Regions from separate parts of the Rattus norvegicus genome. Here region 2 is linked to region 1. Evidence: chromatin contacts called from public Hi-C data. All regions are on one chromosome and are shown on one strand. Each heading gives the region's core, a stretch centred on a gene start, on an enhancer-like site or on the middle of the called end of the contact. The rest is flanking DNA. Distances are from core to core; before and after follow the strand shown. Region 1 holds the start of Ccdc160 (coiled-coil domain containing 160). Region 2 overlaps Phf6 (PHD finger protein 6).

Region 1 (5,102 bases), core at 1,766-4,265:
TGGTATATCTCCGTCTGTAAATGCAATTGCTTTTCCCACCATAGGTAGGCAGTCACTGGGAAGCAGTTCCTGGGGGGTGGGGGATGTCACAAGCTTTTCTCCACCTCACAAAGGTCCTTCTTCCAAGTGAAGATGAGTGATTCTTGGTAATGCTCCTCCCCTGACCCTGCTCAGCAACTCCTCTCAGTCACTCAGCCACTCAGCTTCCTTTCACTGCCTTTCAGGGCTGAAGAGATGGCGCAGCAGTTAAGGCTGCTGTTGCCCAGGTCCTAGGTTCATTTCCCAGCCCCACATGACAGCTCACAATTGTCTGTAACTCCAGTTCCAGGGAATCCATGACACCAGGCATGCATGTGCTGCACCTATCAGTGCATGCAGGCAAAATACCCATGCACATAAGTAAAATTGATCTTAAAACCGAGTCCTGACATTCCGTTATTGCCCAAGGACCATCAGAGGAGAACAAAATCCCCCTACCCGCCTTATCCCAAAGAACACCCTCGCTGTATCTTTGGATGCTTTCCACTCTTCTGACTCCCAGGAAAAAAGAAACTGCTCAGCCAAAATAGGAAAAGAAAATAGTTCACTCGGCCAGGCATGGCAGTGCATGCCTTAATCCCAGCACCCAAGGAGGCAGGTCTCTGTGGGGTTGAGGCCAGCCTTGTCTACATTGGGAGCTAAGGACAGCTTGGGATACAGAGTGAGACTTGTATAAAAAATAGTAAGTAATATAAAAGAATAGTAAGAGTTGCAACTTTCCCCGTATTCCCATTGCTTTCTGGGATGACACAAGATTCAGACTTGGGTTCCTTGAGGGTAACTTTTGCATTCCCCATTTTCCTTCACTAAGTTGTGAAAAACCACTCAATAACAAAATGAAGGCCCAAGTGAGCCTGTGTGCAGCCCAAGTGGATCGTCATGCCTTACTAGACAGGACTGAGGGCAGGCCGGAAGGGGGACATCTTGAAAAAAGATTAAGTGCAGGTTGTGGCAAGCTATGCTGGTGCTCACTGTTCAGAACTGCTCAAGACTCGCCTTCCCGGAAGCGGCAGATTCTTAAAGTATAAAACAGTGGTAATGAACCTACTTCACAGGTGGTTGATAGCAAATGGCCCACCTGAAGCACTCTGATCCCAGTAACCTAATCCCAGTACCTCAGGGGCTCACAGCTGCTAAATCTGCATATGTAGATTTCCCGCTGGGGCTAGACCCTGTAACACTGGCTATGGGAAAAGCAGAGAATTTTCTTTCCAAAACTTTTAAATAAATTCATTTTTTCCACTTCATATCTGTCTGTCATATTCCTTTTCTCTGTTAACATAGGTGAGCGCTGAGACCCGGAGCCAAGTATAATGGTCACACTGGTCTCTGGCAACAACGATTTTTAATGGAGTTATTTTTGGTTTTTGTTTTTAAGAAGGAAAAAGGAAAATCTATATTGTCCTCTCCAGCTTACGTACTTCCCTGGATGACATTTTAGGGCAAGGGCTTTAATGTTTCCCTTGAAGTTTATTTGCTTAGCTGAAGTCTTCAGGGCACTTCTCTTTTGAATGTTTATGAGGCCGTCTTGAAAGTCTGCTGACAGGGAAGATTGATGATTCTGTTACAAAGTTGAAGGTTTAGGTTGGGCAAGACTGAGCTTCTAAACTCCCAGGATGAGATAACAGCCAGAACAAGTGTACTTACCCTTCCTGAGGTCCAAGGTCTTAGACCGGATGTCACTGGTCTCCTCCAGCTTGGACTGGAGAAAACAGTCCACCCTCCACCTCCCTGCAGGAAATATAATTTAAGGAATGTCCAAACCCATGGTATTCACTGAAGTGTCCATTAAAGTCACAGATGCTACACTTGGAATGTCCGTGGGTCTATCTGCAGTGTGGCCCCAGACAGAAGTCATTTCTCTTGCTAAGTTTTCAATCCATTTTTCCAACTGTTCTGCTACTGTCCTCTTTTCTCAGGCAATACAAATGTCAACTGGGGCAAGAATCATGCTGGTACTGTATTCAACACAGTATCTCTTTACTCTTAGCATGTACTGAACAGACGAGCCACCTGTGGTGGAGACAGAATTTTGCTGATTCTAATATGCCTACCAAGAGCCACATTAGCAAAGAGCTGGAGCCTAGGTCTGGCTTCCCTCCTTAGAGTACAGTTAATTCGTAAAACCACAACACAGAAGTGGTCCTGCTTTTTGCTCTCATCTTTCAGGGTTCTAACATATGGGTCTAGTGCCCACTTTCCTGGACAGAATGTCTTTTCTATTGTTTGGCCAATATGGAGAGAGAAACAAAGTACCATTGAAAACTCGGTACTGTATATGGTTATGATCCCCAATTCTTTGTTGTTAGTGTGAAGTTATTCCTTCTTGAAGAAAAGATACAGAGTCACCTGAGTTCCCAAGGCTTAGACTTTATTACTATGGGAGTCACATTCTTGCTATAAAGCTGTATCTTTGTATGCATAGTTTGGGGATTTTTCTTTGTGAATGGTTAACTAAAACTCTTGCCATCCTTGCTTCTATGGAAAAGAAGGTGGCTGTGAAGGAGATGCTGTTAGAACCCCTACTGCAGGTTACTCTTTTCACCTCTCCAGTCCCGATCCTGTAGCTGGTGGGTGAATGGATAAGCTTGACCCCACTTCTCTGTCCACAACCCCTTTCCCACGCCCTGTTTCTTTTCTTTCCAAACACTCGCTAGCTCCAGCCTGGGGCTCTTAAGAGAAGAAGAAGAAGAAGAAGAAAAAAAAAAAAAAACCTGCTGCTGGGACTTCCTTGGTTTTCCGCCCTCTCGCAGGGCGAGTCAGGGGGTAAAGAGGGGCGCGCCAAGGAAGCCCGGGATGTCCCTTCCACAGACATACCTGGAAGCGCGGGTGCGGTCTAGAGAGCCCTGTCCACTCTTCCCCGAAGCCGGTCACTACCGGCAGGCAGCAGCCCCTTGTTCAGTGCTAGCCGCCGCGACCCGGCCAGGCTGGCCCGGGGCAGAGCCTCTGCAGTGCAGCTCCAGCGCGGGCCGCACTGTTGCCTAGCAACCAGGCGGATGGATTTAAAGGGACCGGGCACTGAAGGGACCCGGCGCTGCAGGTTGGGTACTGCTAGTCAGGGTGTCAAGGCCGGACCAGAGCACTGAGCATGCCCGGTAGGGCGACCACTGTGGTGGATTTTGCCAGGCAAGAAATAGGAAAGCAGGGAGAAGGCGCTGAGTCAGAATAGGGTCAAGAAAATGCTAGTCAAACCCATCCATCCACCAGTGGGACTATTAGAATGGATCCAAGCGATTCTTAGGGCTATGTGACAACTGACTGTGGAGAGATGACGAGGAGTTGCATAGGGTTGTTCCCTAGATTTGGTATTTAGTAACAGGATGTTACGGAGGGTTTGTTTTGGAAGACCTCCTAGGTTGGAGTCTGGGTTGCTAATAATGTGGGGGGTTGCATCATATTCCCATCTCTACCCCATGTACACCCTCGCAAGTCAGCACAATGGCTTACTTGGCCAGAAGTTCTATGTTAGGCAAAGTACTAAGAATCTTGAGTCAGGACCTGGCTGTGCCTGTATGGGAGATGAGGCCTGTCTCCATCCACATTGTCTCCATTTGTCACTCAAGGATTGGCCTAAGCTGTTTTTGAACAGACTTGAATGTAAAAATGTCGAGGATAACTAGGTTACACTATTCTCTGGGTAAAAATCACTCCATATCCCCAGTCGCCCAAATTTTCTCTTTAAACTTTTTTTAAAAAGATTTATTTATTATATATGAGTACACTGTAGTTAACTTCAGACACACCAGAGGAGGGCATCAGATCCCATTACAGATAGTTGTGAGCCACCATGTGGTGGCTGGGAATTGAACTCAGGACCTCTGGGAGAGTAGTCAGTGCTCTTAACCGCTGAGCCATCTCTCCAGCCCCCTCTTTAAACTTTTAAAGCTGCCCCCCCAACTTCCCAGGGTTTCCTTGCGTGACAAAGCCTACATCTTTCATTATATTATTTATTCCAGAACATGCTACTTCATGGAATAAATAAATGATTTCCTCAGGCTTTGATTAGTCGGTTGCACAGTGTAAAATTTTTAGTCTGTACCTCGCCAGGGGTGTAGGCTGTGAAAGATGGATTTTTATGAGTACCAGATATAGTTAGTAATGGGTGATTCTTTAGAAAATTGGTCTTTACTTGGACCCAAGAGAAAGAAAGGGAAATGACAACTCTGGGGTCTCTAGGGAAAGGTGGTTTAAGTTCACTTTAAAGGTGACAATCTGATTTAACAAGACCTAACAGGTGAGTGACTTGGGAACAATATGGCTACATTTTTAAAATTCAAACCTTGGGAACCAGATCTAACAGGTGTTTGGGAACTGGTGAGGCTGCATTCAGATGCCCTGAGGCCCAGTTCTCAGGCTGCCTTTTCCTCCTTAGAGAACCAAAGTCAACAAGAGTTAGACAGAGGCAGAAGGCTCATGTCAATATGTGGTTTATTAAAGACCCTGATAGAGTTGGCCTATGGGGATTCATGAGCTTCTTGATACTAAATTTCTAAATTGCCCCGTTTTTAATCATTGGTTTTCCTTGTCTTCAAAGGGCTCCATTTACTTCTGCTTGCTATGACATTCATTACTAATAAAATAGAGGAATCTTTCTTGATTGCTCTATGTGTTAGATTCCCCATTTGCGCAATGGGAGTAATTGTATCTCATTTGTAAGACTGCTGAGAAGAGTGAGTTAATCGGTTTTCAAGTCCTTAGAACCGCACGTGACACAGTAAACCCCATGGGAAAGAATCGCAGCTCTCTTTATCTTGCTCCATAATTCCACTACTGTCCTAAAATGTAAATATGACTACACTGATGGAAAACAGGACTCAGATTCTTAAGACCAATCATGCCAAACCTTTATTCCAGGTGAAGATCCAAGTCTTTTAAAGTAATTCCACCCTACAACTATATTCCTGGTGGGCCAGAGGTGGGCAAGGAGCGGCGGGATGGGAGAAGCAATGAAGATTACCTTGGTCTGGTGTTTGAAATGTGGTATGTCACTCCTTCGTGTTCTAGAAGTCTTAAATGGCAAACAGTCAAGAATTATGAGGACAGAAAATTTCATTTTTCCATAC
Region 2 (5,104 bases), core at 1,815-4,314, 200 kb before region 1:
ATTGGGGGGGGGGATCTATAAATTCAGATCTGTTCAAAGTTAGTGGTTTAAGTGACTAATGTAACAGAAAGCAATTTCATAAACAGTAATAGAAAACAGAGTAAGACCATTTTTAAAATTTTTTAAAAATTATTTATATTTATTTATATGAGTAGACTGTAGCTGTCTTCTGACATACCAGAAGAGGACATCAGATCCCATTACAGATGGGTGTGAGCCACCATGTGGTTGCTGGGAATTGAACTCAGGACCTCTGGAAGAACAGTCAGTGCTCTTAACCGCTGAGCCATCCCTCCAGCCCCATTTTTAAAATTTTAACATCTGCTGCATGTACACGCATCTGCCAGCAGATGGCACAAAATGCCCTTATGGTCAGGAGCCAGCATGTGGTTGCTGGGAATTGAACTCAGTCAGGACTTGTAGTACTCTAAACCACTGAGCCATCTCACCAGCCCCAGAAGATCAGCTTTTTCAAGTGATCAAAGCTTATTTTCTTTTTAGTTCTATTCAATGAAGGGTAGGACAAAATATCAATAAAATATTTTCCAGTAGAAAATAGTTGTCGAGGTTAGGAATAGAATTTCTTTGGAGCTTTAGATTTTGGGGAGAGGGTGTTTTACTTAATTTTTTCCTTATTTTTTTATGTATATGGGTGTTTATGTGCCCAAGAAAATCAGAAGAGAGCATCAGATCCCCTGGAACTGGAGTTACATATGGTTGTGACTGTATGTGGGTGCTCAGAATTGAAGTATTGTCTTCTGGAAGAATATCAAGTGCTACCAACACTGAGCCACCTCTCCAGCTACTTATTTTACTTCTTGAGATAAGGTACCACTAGGCCAATCCAGCCTCCAACTGGCAACCATCCCATGTCAGCCTCCCAAATGCTAGGATATTAGGCATGCGCTCTTATACCTCTCATAGTCCTAAGAGTGAGTCTATGCTAATAGCACAAATCCCTGTATTAATGCTCCCCCCTGAACTCCTATGGGACAGGACACACACCAACTTCCTCTTAGCTCTTATAATTTTGATCCTTATTTGACTATTATTTTATAAATGGATAGACTTTACTAACTATCCATTCTATATTATTTTAGATAACACTAGAGAAAGCCTTTGTGCATGGTAGGCAAACACTCTCCCACTGACTAACAACTCCAGCCCTAGACCAAATGAGCTTGAAAACTAAGAGCACATTCAGTAAATTTGTTGATTCTAAGTTAATTCTGTTACTGAAGATTGGAACATCTTATGTCACATTTTTTTCCTTGTCCATGTTTTGTTGTTTTTTAATTGCTGACTTAGACTGGCAAGATATCTCAGCAGGTTAATGTGCTTGTCTGGTGACCTGAGTTCAATCTCTAAAAGCCACATAAAGGTAGGAGACAACTGACTCTACAAAGCTGTCTTCTAACACACACACACACACACACACACACACACACACACACTGAAGACTTTACCTAATTACCTTACCTTCAGGTATTTCTAAAAATAATTATGAACTGGATGTGGGTATATGCCTTTAATAGGAGAACTCTGGAGACTCAGGTGAGAGGACTTCATGTGTGATGGCAACCTGAACTCAGGGTTAGCCTAAGCTACATTGAAACCCTTACTCAGAAACAGTAAGAGGGATGACCAGGTTCAGTTCTCAGGATCAACACAGTGGCTCATAACAATAGGTTAGTTCTACTTCTAGGGGAATCCGACATTCTCTTCGGACCTCTGAAGGCACTGCCCAGCACATGCACAACACTCACATACATTAAAACAAAAGACGCACAAAGTAACTTAGGAGCTACATGATCAAAGACCGGAAAAGTAAATTTGAGGACAATTCGGTTCAATGAAAACAGAATGTAGGGAAATCAGATTAGCTCTTCGAAACAAAATTGAAAGCTTACAGATAAATATCATAATTAAAGAAGCTAGGAAAGAAGATAGGTGGGTAGAGCCACTTCTGAAATGTGGTGGCAAACCAGATTGAAATAAAAGAGAAGGCTTTTTGTAAAACAAAAACCATAGAAAGGAGGGGAGAAGCACTGTCCTTTGGGGACCTGGCTGCTGATAGGTTCCCCATACCCCAGTGGACGGTGTCACACACATGCACATATGGGCAGCAATAACTGGACTCACGGAGCTAGGAACAACAAAAGGAAGGCCATGGAGTTAGCAGGGTGACAAGGTGGGCAACATTAGGAGCAGTTGGAGGGAGGTAATGGTAGGTGCATATGATAAGAGTATGAAATGTTCCACATATGAAAAGTTAATTTCAAAGCATGTTGGGCACAGTGCACGTGCATTAATCTCGGCTCCAGGGAGGTAGAAGCAGGGTCAGGTAGATGTCTGTGAGTTCTAAGCCAGCTGGGGTACAAAGTGAGACCCTTCTCTAAAACAAGAGACAAATGACACCCCACAATTGCTACCATCAAGGTATGTGAGAGGAATGTAACTCCATATCCAGTGTCTGCCTTCACAGAGAATATCTTCTCTAAAGTTTGTCTCACTCTTTACTTGTCTCTAGAAGAAGAACGTCAGCTGCCATTTCTATCCAATGTGTCCCTATTGTCTTCAAATGTGGGAAAACAAAACTAATCTGACAGGAACATGTTTTTCAAGAACAATGGTGTCCTTTCCCTGCTCAAAGGGGGGGGGGCGCTGACCTACCTACTAAATATTCTCTTGAGAGCTAATTTCCTTTCCCCCCCGATGTAGGTGTAAATGTTAATTCTCAGCTTACTCTGCTGGTATCCTATTCCACGCTCTTGTTTTAAATAGGCAAAAACATTGTCACTGATAATACTTTGCTTTTACCCCTTCTTCACCTTGCTCCTGGAAGGCCTGAGAAACCTCAATTCGGAATCTCTGGCTCCAAAGGTGGAGAGTTTGGGAAATGGAGCCCTGTCCTCTCACGAGGGTTCCTCCGCCTTTCTGCAGTATGCTCAGAAGCCATGGTAACAGCCCGAGGTTCTGGTATGCTGACATGGGTTAAGCTGTACCACAGAAGCAGGTCTCAAGAAGCTGACCCCAGAGATGAAAGAGGAACCAAGTCACGCATGAGAGGCCACACAAAGAACTCAAAGACGAAAACTTAGCTGGACCTTAGGAAGCAGACAGCGAAGCATACCTGCGCTTCAGTCAACTGAACAAGGCCAAGAACGAAACCAGGTCTCCACAGAGTCTTAAGGATCAAAAGGAAAAACACTGTTTTCTCAGTAGCCGAGGGGAAGAAAATGAAAAAGAGGTTGCCAACTTCATGGCTAGGCAGAAAAAGAAAGCGTTTGTGGAAAAACTAGAATCCAGTGGCTACATGGAAACCCTTATAGCACAGTCTCACAGAGCTCAGCTCTGGCAGAGGAACTCCCAGCACACACACATTCTCACAGCAGATCAATGTGGTTAACTGCGTTGGAGAAACTTGCTTCAGAAAACTGCTTTGAATACAGAAAATGCAAAGGAAGATATAAAAAGAAGCCACGGTCCTGAGCCTGTAAGGCAAAGAGACAAATTGTCAAAAGCACCTAAAGAAAGGGATACCCATATGTAGGGTGTTTTCACAAGAGACAAACCCACCTTACAGTGGCCCGGCTCTTTCTTTTGGCTGTAATAACACTATCTCCCATAAAAACAGAAAGCAGGACAGTATAGTGAAGGCAAATAGTCAGAAAGTCCCAATATTGCTGTATAACTCCAGAACCACAGTTTAGAATAACAATACCTCATGTAGACAAGTCAGTCAGAAGCAGCCTCTGGCCTACCTAATTAGCTGACAGTCACCAAATTACTTGTTATAAGTTTTAAAAAGAATGCCATGCCAGGGATGGGACATGAATTGCAAACTGCTTTGATGTGATATTATAGCTCTACTCTTGTTTTCAAAGTCTTTTTGAAAGGGATCACAAATAACTTACTTAGGAGGGCTAAAAGGAAACTTAAAACCCTCAATAAAATCTGAGCACTCTCAAGTCCTTGAAAAGTGACAAGTTGCTTATAAGACAGATTTGGACTTCAAATTCCGGTTACCTCTAAAAAATAGTCAATGAAAAGCACTTGTCATGTCATATACTCTTACCAGCGTAACCGACTAAATGGAAGTAGGCGAGGGAGACTTGGAAACTGAAGGACAGTAAACTTGGACTGTGAAGTTCTTGCCTAACTTAACCCCCTCTGACCTGCTGATCTAATTACCCAAACCATGTCTGAGAAGAAAAACATTCTCCAATTGGACATTTCGAGTTTCTTGTTTCCTTTTCTTCCACTGAAAATTTCAGGCATTTTGCAAGTGCAGACTTTTTTGTTTAGATTTTTCTCAGCTATGGGTCTTTGCAGCTGAGAATACTGTGAACTTTCAGGGTGCTTGCTATATTTAATCTGTAAAGAAGGCCCAAAACATAGGCACAGTCAAGTGAGCACCAAGAGAGTCCCCCAAGCCACACAGAAATTCTTTGACATTATTGCTCAATTGTATTTGTGGTTCTGAGACTTGAACTCAGGTCCTTACACATGCTATGCAAACCATCTAGCAGCGAGCTGCACCTCCGAAAGTGCTGGTTTTATATTACTGGTTTTGGTTCTCCTCCGTTAGCAAACACCCATGAGAATTTTATGACATAAAGTTACAATTACAAAAACCACTACAGGAAAGCAAAGAAAAAAGAGTGCATTTAAATAAAGGCATTTCCGTAATAGCCAAAGACTGTTCTCTCTATCACTGCTTATTCTACTTAATCACCACAAAGGTAAAATTCACTTTAATAGAAATTCCTGATAAAACACCTCAGACATTAATATTAACTTGCATGCCATAACTGGCTTTTGAAAAGAATTCCCACTTGCACGAATGCATTCATAATGCATGTGTACACATGAAGATGAAGAGAAAAATCTTCATGCTGAAAATGTACCTTTTTTCCTCCCCAAGTACTCTGTGGCAAATGTGCCGGGAGCATCATGGCCTACCTCTTGTTCTTGTAAATGAACTGTAACTGCAGTGCAACAATAAGCATTGGGTTTTTGTTGCCATTTAACCACAAATAGCGAGGGGAAGCCTTACAACTTCATTTTATGAGACAGTTTGCCTTGTGACAGACACCTGTAC

Evidence for each region. A called contact is a pair of places that touch in the nucleus more often than the background predicts.
Region 2: a contact with region 1 is called in a Hi-C map of kidney, with 5 times the contacts expected there. The contact joins the enhancer-like site here to the promoter of Ccdc160 in region 1. A contact is called at or near these places in 8 of 12 Hi-C or Micro-C datasets (the A7r5 cell line, Schwann cells, frontal cortex and 3 more).

What each region holds. Positions count from the first base shown.
Region 1 is chrX:137,389,693-137,394,794 of GRCr8, reverse strand. Ccdc160 (coiled-coil domain containing 160) reads right to left here and starts at 3,015. Exons shown (of 3, transcript NM_001401208.1): 1 at 2,857-3,015; 2 at 1,687-1,770.
Region 2 is chrX:137,587,836-137,592,939 of GRCr8, reverse strand. The region is part of intron 3 of Phf6 (PHD finger protein 6); the gene reads right to left. Among named protein-coding and RNA genes, the nearest start is that of Phf6, 14 kb to the right of the region's middle. Within about 2 kb of position 3,064, at least 3 of the 93 cell types and tissues checked have an H3K27ac peak or open chromatin away from gene starts, as enhancers often do. A contact at or near this core is called in kidney, where this site is marked.